Linked DNA regions of Triticum aestivum: region 1 is linked to region 2. The links are chromatin contacts, called in public Hi-C maps. All regions are on one chromosome and are shown on one strand. Each heading gives the region's core, a stretch centred on a gene start, on an enhancer-like site or on the middle of the called end of the contact. The rest is flanking DNA. Distances are from core to core; before and after follow the strand shown.

The links. A called contact is a pair of places that touch in the nucleus more often than the background predicts.
Region 1: a contact with region 2 is called in a Hi-C map of leaf, with 3 times the contacts expected there. The contact joins the promoter of LOC123049635 here to the promoter of LOC123053949 in region 2. A contact is called at or near these places in 3 of 5 Hi-C or Micro-C datasets (all in leaf).

The regions. Positions count from the first base shown.
Region 1 is chr2D:479,070,528-479,073,591 of IWGSC CS RefSeq v2.1, reverse strand. LOC123049635 (large ribosomal RNA subunit accumulation protein YCED homolog 2, chloroplastic) reads right to left here and starts at 1,555. Exons shown (of 7, transcript XM_044472535.1): 1 at 1,203-1,555; 2 at 916-1,104; 3 at 732-821; 4 at 533-619; 5 at 376-456; 6 at 263-308; 7 at 1-176. The coding sequence starts at 1,517. The coding sequence ends at 91.
Region 2 is chr2D:478,940,138-478,942,970 of IWGSC CS RefSeq v2.1, reverse strand. It overlaps LOC123053949 (ATP-dependent Clp protease proteolytic subunit), which reads left to right and starts at 1,345. Exons shown (of 1, transcript XM_044477576.1): 1 at 1,345-2,439. The coding sequence starts at 1,387. The coding sequence ends at 2,289.

The DNA of each region.
Region 1 (3,064 bases), core at 306-2,805, 130 kb before region 2:
TGAGCTTTTTGTTCGATATATCACACTGTAGCATTTTCATATCAGATAATCAGAGTGCCGTCGAGTTGAAACTGCATCGGCAACAGTAATTTAGCTGGGCGCCTTATCCAGAGTTCTCTTGAGATCAAGAAGTTTTGACCACGTTTGGCTGTAACGCTTCTTCTGGTTACCAGCACCTGCAAATTCACAAGATAAAACAGCGATCTACAGTAAAAGCAACAAATCCAATGTACTAGTTGTTGCAGCTCGTCTGAGCACTTACGTTTCCACACGACAGGAGACTTCTCACACGCCTCCGAACATGAACTCTGAATGACAATAATCAGTAAGAGGTCGTGTGTCGACAGTTCGACATGACATGCTGCAAGTGCATACCTTGGCTGACGCTGTTAGTCGTATCGTCTCTTGGATTGACGAGTCGATATCGATTTCTGTTCCTGGCTTCACATAGATGACCTGTTCTAAAAGAAATAGTCGTAATGGTTAGGGTAATTATATATAGCATCAAAGCTAGGTAAATGATATCACGTACTGACGGATCGCTGTCTCCGATTTCAGGCAAACCGCTCTGATCTTTCCTGGAGGAAGACAGCACCGTAATGTCGAACTGCTCATCAATCTGCAACGGGGTCCCAGGATCCAATGTTTTCAGTTAACTTGAACAGTTTCCAAATGTGCCATCTTTTCTTAGAACATGAAATTTTTTCCAGGTGATCCGCGGTGTGATATACCTTTGTGCAGTATGGGGCGGAGCAGGAATCACATATTTTGGTGAGCGATGTGACCACTCGCCCTTTGATCGACATTCCGAACTGGGTGTGCTGAAAGCAGACGAAGATCTCGCACCTATCAGTCAGCTGCTCACTTGCTCGGTGCAATATTTTTCAGATGGACGCCAGTTCCTCTTTCAGTTACCTGCTGGACCAGAAGGTGCACCAGGACGTCGGCGTCGCTGTGCCCGTCCTCGATCAGGTCGTCCAGCCTCAGCTGCCGGAGCGTCAGCTCGAAGTCGCTGCCCCACTGATCTCCTCCGCCGCGCGACGTCCCGACGGAGATCAGGCTCTGCCGCCCGGCGGCTCCCCTCCGGCGGCTCCTCCTGAGGCTCTGGATCGAAGCAGATGATGCGGTGAGCAGCTCATCGCCATTCAAATTCAAACCGCTGCCCGCGAGTTATCCTACCACTGGCTAGATCAGTAATTCACCTGTGTAACCTGGACCCTTTTGGGTGACTCAGCGGGGTAATCATCGGCATCCTCGGCTGGGAGCTGCGCGTGAACGGCAAGGCATCTGCATCTTCCGTGGCTCCTGCCGCTCGGGAGCTGTGCCGTGATCGGGTTCGGCAGCAGCCTCAAGGCGGGGCTGCACTTGCAGGCTCTCGCCATTGCTGTCGAGCTGAGAGCAGAGCTTCGGCCGGCTGTGCTAGCTGCATGCGTACCGTAGGAAATGGAGTCACGGGGACACGATTGCCTTATCCTCTTGCAACTCCCTGGCGTCCGTGATGTGTGGTGCTGGTGCATGGTGGGTTTACGTACGTGACCGGTGCTGACTGAGCCACGCCCCGCTCTCCGGACCAATAAGCGCCACGCCTGGCCGTGGATGAGCTTGACCCAGCTCGACGACAGGTTTGGGAAGAGGTTCAAAGCCCCCATGATTGCATGATGATATGGTCAATCTGGCTCGCGCGCGCGCTCTCTCTCTCTCTGCATCCACCAGGACATCTCTTTTTTTTTGGGGCCCGTCTCTGCTCCGGCTCCTGACCATTCACTTTTTTTCATGGGTACGCAAAGTGCGTACCTTAACTTTATAGACGAAAAAAAGTTATGTACAAGAAAATTTTATAGACGAAAAAGAGTTATGTACAAGAAATACAGACGACGGAATGCACTACCACACACGGCACGGCATGCACGTCCACCCCTCCACTCCACACGCTAGGCTACTACTCTATACCATGTTGAACTCCTCTCCCTCTCGCCGATGCCCATGGCCTAAGTTCCTGGTGGATGATATCGGCCGTTCCCCACTCGTTGGCGATGTTGCTGTTGCGAAAAACTCTGCCGTTTCTCTGCTTCCATATGTTCCAGCAGACTGAAATGCAGATTGTGTCGAATCCTCTCCGGTGTCTCTTGTCAATGCGCTTTCTAGCGGATACCCACCAATCACCTAGTGTATACTCTGTGGTTGGAATCAAAGCTTCATCCACGCCCAGCTCTCGGAAGCACAGAAACCACACTTGTCTCGCATATACACACTGTAGTAGTATGTGATCCACTTTGTCCTCTTCTTGGTCATATAGGAAGCATGCCGAGCTATGATCTTGCAGACCATGCCTCTGTCTGCGGTCCGAAGTCCACACTCTGTACTGGAGTGCGAGCCAAATGAAGAGCTTACAGGTCATCATGGCCCAACTGCGCCAGACAGCCGAGGCGCATTGAAATCTGACCCCTCCCTCACACATCATCTTGTACGCCGATTTTGCCGAGTACTTGCCAGTTACATCCCATTGCCAGATCGGGGTGTCCTCCGAACCAGGCGTGAGCTCAATGTCTACCAGCACCTCCCATAACCTGACGAACTGCGAAAGCTTCTCGGTATTCATCTCTCCCACGATATCTTGCGTCCACGCATGGAGATACAAGGCGTCCTTCACTTTCCTCCTATTCACCACCTGCTGCCGCACTTTGCCAACAAGTAGCGGAGCGATCTCCTTCACACAGGATCCACTGATCCAGCGATCTCTCCAGAACAAAGCCGTCGAACCTTCCCCTACTTCCCACTTGACCAGGCTGTCGAATGCCAACCTGACATGTTTGTCGGAACAGTAGTTGAGCCCCTGCCAAGGTCGCGAGCTGTCAGTGCGTTTCAACCACTCCCACCTAAATCTTAGGGCGATTCCATGTTTATATAGATCCACCACCCCTAGACCTCCCATCTGTTTAGGCCGGCAGACCCGGCGCCACGCCACTGCACATTGGCCTCCCTGAATTTCCTCCGAGCCTACCCAGAAGAAGGCACGGCATCCCTTATCCACTCTGTCCAATGCCCACTTCGGGGCATCCGCCAC
Region 2 (2,833 bases), core at 96-2,595:
GACATGGCACAACATTTAAGGAGGGGAGAGAGTACTTTGGTGACCCCAGGAAAAACCAATGCCAGGCGCGAGAACCTAGGCGAAGTGCTTAAATGAAACAATTTGACCAATGCATGAAAGACTTTAGGTGCTAACTCATTAAATAAAGTGTGCTTAGCAACAACAAGTAAGCACCTATGCATTGGGGAGTTGAGTTGCTAAGGTATTTAATGCTCTTAGCACCTCATCTAAGCACCTTTGCATTGGAAGAGGTCTTAGATCTCAAGAGACCAACATATTCAGGAACACAAACTCTCGCAGGCCCTTCGCCGATGCCGGATTGAATATCATCGAGGTAAGTAGAGATCGAAGTGACCTTATTGACATGTCATCGCCGCCACTACCTCGCCGATGTCACTGGGGAACAAAATATAAGGAGAGAAAAAAATAAAACAGACGGACGAGTCCCCACTTTTCTTGCCACCTCTGAGGCTACCAGACAGGGAAGAGGAGGGAGGCCGATGCGGCAGCGTGGGGGAGAAACTTGGCGGCGGCCTCTAAGGTTGAGAGTGGTTGTGTGGATTATTTTTAGATCAACGAATAGGGTGTTTTTTTCTATAAGGAAAATGAATTTGCTAATTCTCATCCGAATTACTATAGTTACATCTAACACTTATACTATTTGATCAATTAAAAAAAAGAAAAAACCCACACATATCTTCACATAAAATCAAGTAGTGTAAGAGTTTGGGTCTGTCTAGGACACATTTACATCTAAGCTGATGTCCACTCTGTTTGTGGTCTATTTTTTTGTCCTAGTTTTTTTTGTTTCTTGTTGCTGCATTATATATCTGTGGGAGCTTAGATGTGACATCCTTAAAAAACATCTAGATGTGAATTAGACAAATTGTAAGAGTTTTTCCTAAAAAAGCAGTGTAAGATTTAGACGAGGCTTAGTTTTTTTAAGAATCATATGAGACTTGTTTTTTATTTTGAGGAAATGCCATCATGACTAGCTTTATTTCATCTCAAATAACGACAAATCATCCAAAATAAGGCTACGGATAATAAGAGACTTGGTAAATTCTCATGATGAGAGCTGTTTTTTGAGGGGGTCTCATGATGAGAGCTAGCCACAGTTTTTTAAGCATCGCCACATCCTGGCTTAAAAAAAATGAGACATCTCCTTTCGCCTTCGCAAGCTTTCTGGTAAGGGTCCATAAGAGTTCAGCCCGGCCCAAGTTGAACAGATAAGAAGGAACAACCTCACCCTTTCCCCCACACATCGCAACCCACCACTACCTACCTGTTGCTCCCCCATCCTCGCAGCCTTTGTAGCCTCACTCTCACCTACAAGCCACCCCCACCAATGGCGTCCCCACGAACCCACCCCCTCCCGACCCCACCATGCTTCCCCACGGCCCCACTCGTCTGACTCTAACCCCGACCTCACCTCTCCCCACCCCGCCGTCTCGGTCTCACCTCGCCGCGCCGGGACCCAATCCCAGACCCAATCCCCTAAACCCGGCCCCAAACCCTAGCGCCGCCGCCATGCTGCGCCGCCTCGCCTCCGCCGCCGCCCCGCGGGCCTTCTTCTCGCCCTCCCCGGCGGCAGGCCACGCCCCGCGCCGCGAGTACGGGCTGGTCCCCATGGTGATCGAGCACACCTCCCGCGGGGAGCGCGCCTACGACATCTTCTCGCGCCTCCTCAAGGAGCGCATCGTCTGCATCCACGGGCCCATCGCCGACGACACGGCCTCGCTCGTCGTCGCCCAGCTGCTCTTCCTCGAGTCCGAGAACCCCGCCAAGCCGATCCACCTCTACATCAACTCCCCCGGCGGGGTCGTCACCGCGGGCCTCGCGATCTACGACACCATGCAGTACATCCGCTCCCCGGTCACCACGCTCTGCATCGGCCAGGCCGCCTCCATGGGCTCGCTGCTGCTCGCCGCGGGCGCGCCCGGCGAGCGCCGCGCGCTGCCGAACGCCCGGGTTATGATCCACCAGCCGTCGGGCGGCGCCTCCGGGCAGGCCTCCGACATTGCGATCCAGGCCAAGGAGATCCTCAAGGTGCGCGACCGCCTCAACAAGATCTACGCCAAGCATACGGGCCAGGCCATCGACCGCATAGAGGAGTGTATGGAGAGGGACATGTTTATGGATCCGGTGGAGGCGCACGCCTGGGGGCTCATCGATGAGGTCATCGAGCACCGCCCTATTTCACTCGTTTCTGATGCCGTGAGCAGCGAGCCACCGAAGAACAGCGGAGGAGGGGAAAACAAGGGAACGGAGGAGCCGTCTCCAGCTTGATGGGTGGTTGCAAGGTGCAATCCTTTTTGCGTTCCTGTAGCTGTCTCGTTGGATTTCAACATTCAATGCTTAATTCTTACATAAGGTTACAACTTGTTATTCTGCGGCAGACGGTTTATCACTAGCTAAGCTGATGTTTTGCTACTTGCATTAATCTGCTGCTGATGATGGATGCAATCCTTGCTTGCTTACTTATAGCCATATCACAGTTGATGTTATGTTTGTCTGAAATCAGGGTAGCCCAACATAAAGGATAAACGCGGCATATTTACAACAGTAGGCACATTTTTCGTTGGCCTATTGGAGCAAGTTGGGAATGGTATAAAACAAATTTCTAATTACTGATTCTTGTATCCTGTGTTCGATAATTTTAGTTGCGCCTTGTTGATGTATGTGATTTCATTTAATGAGTTGATACCATAATTTTAGTTGTGCCTCCTTGATTATTTGATTTCATTCCAAGAGTCATCCATCAGTTGGAATTTCATACAATCAATGCTGTCCAGTTTGTCTTCCGTAAAGAAACAACTTTATTGTTTAATTC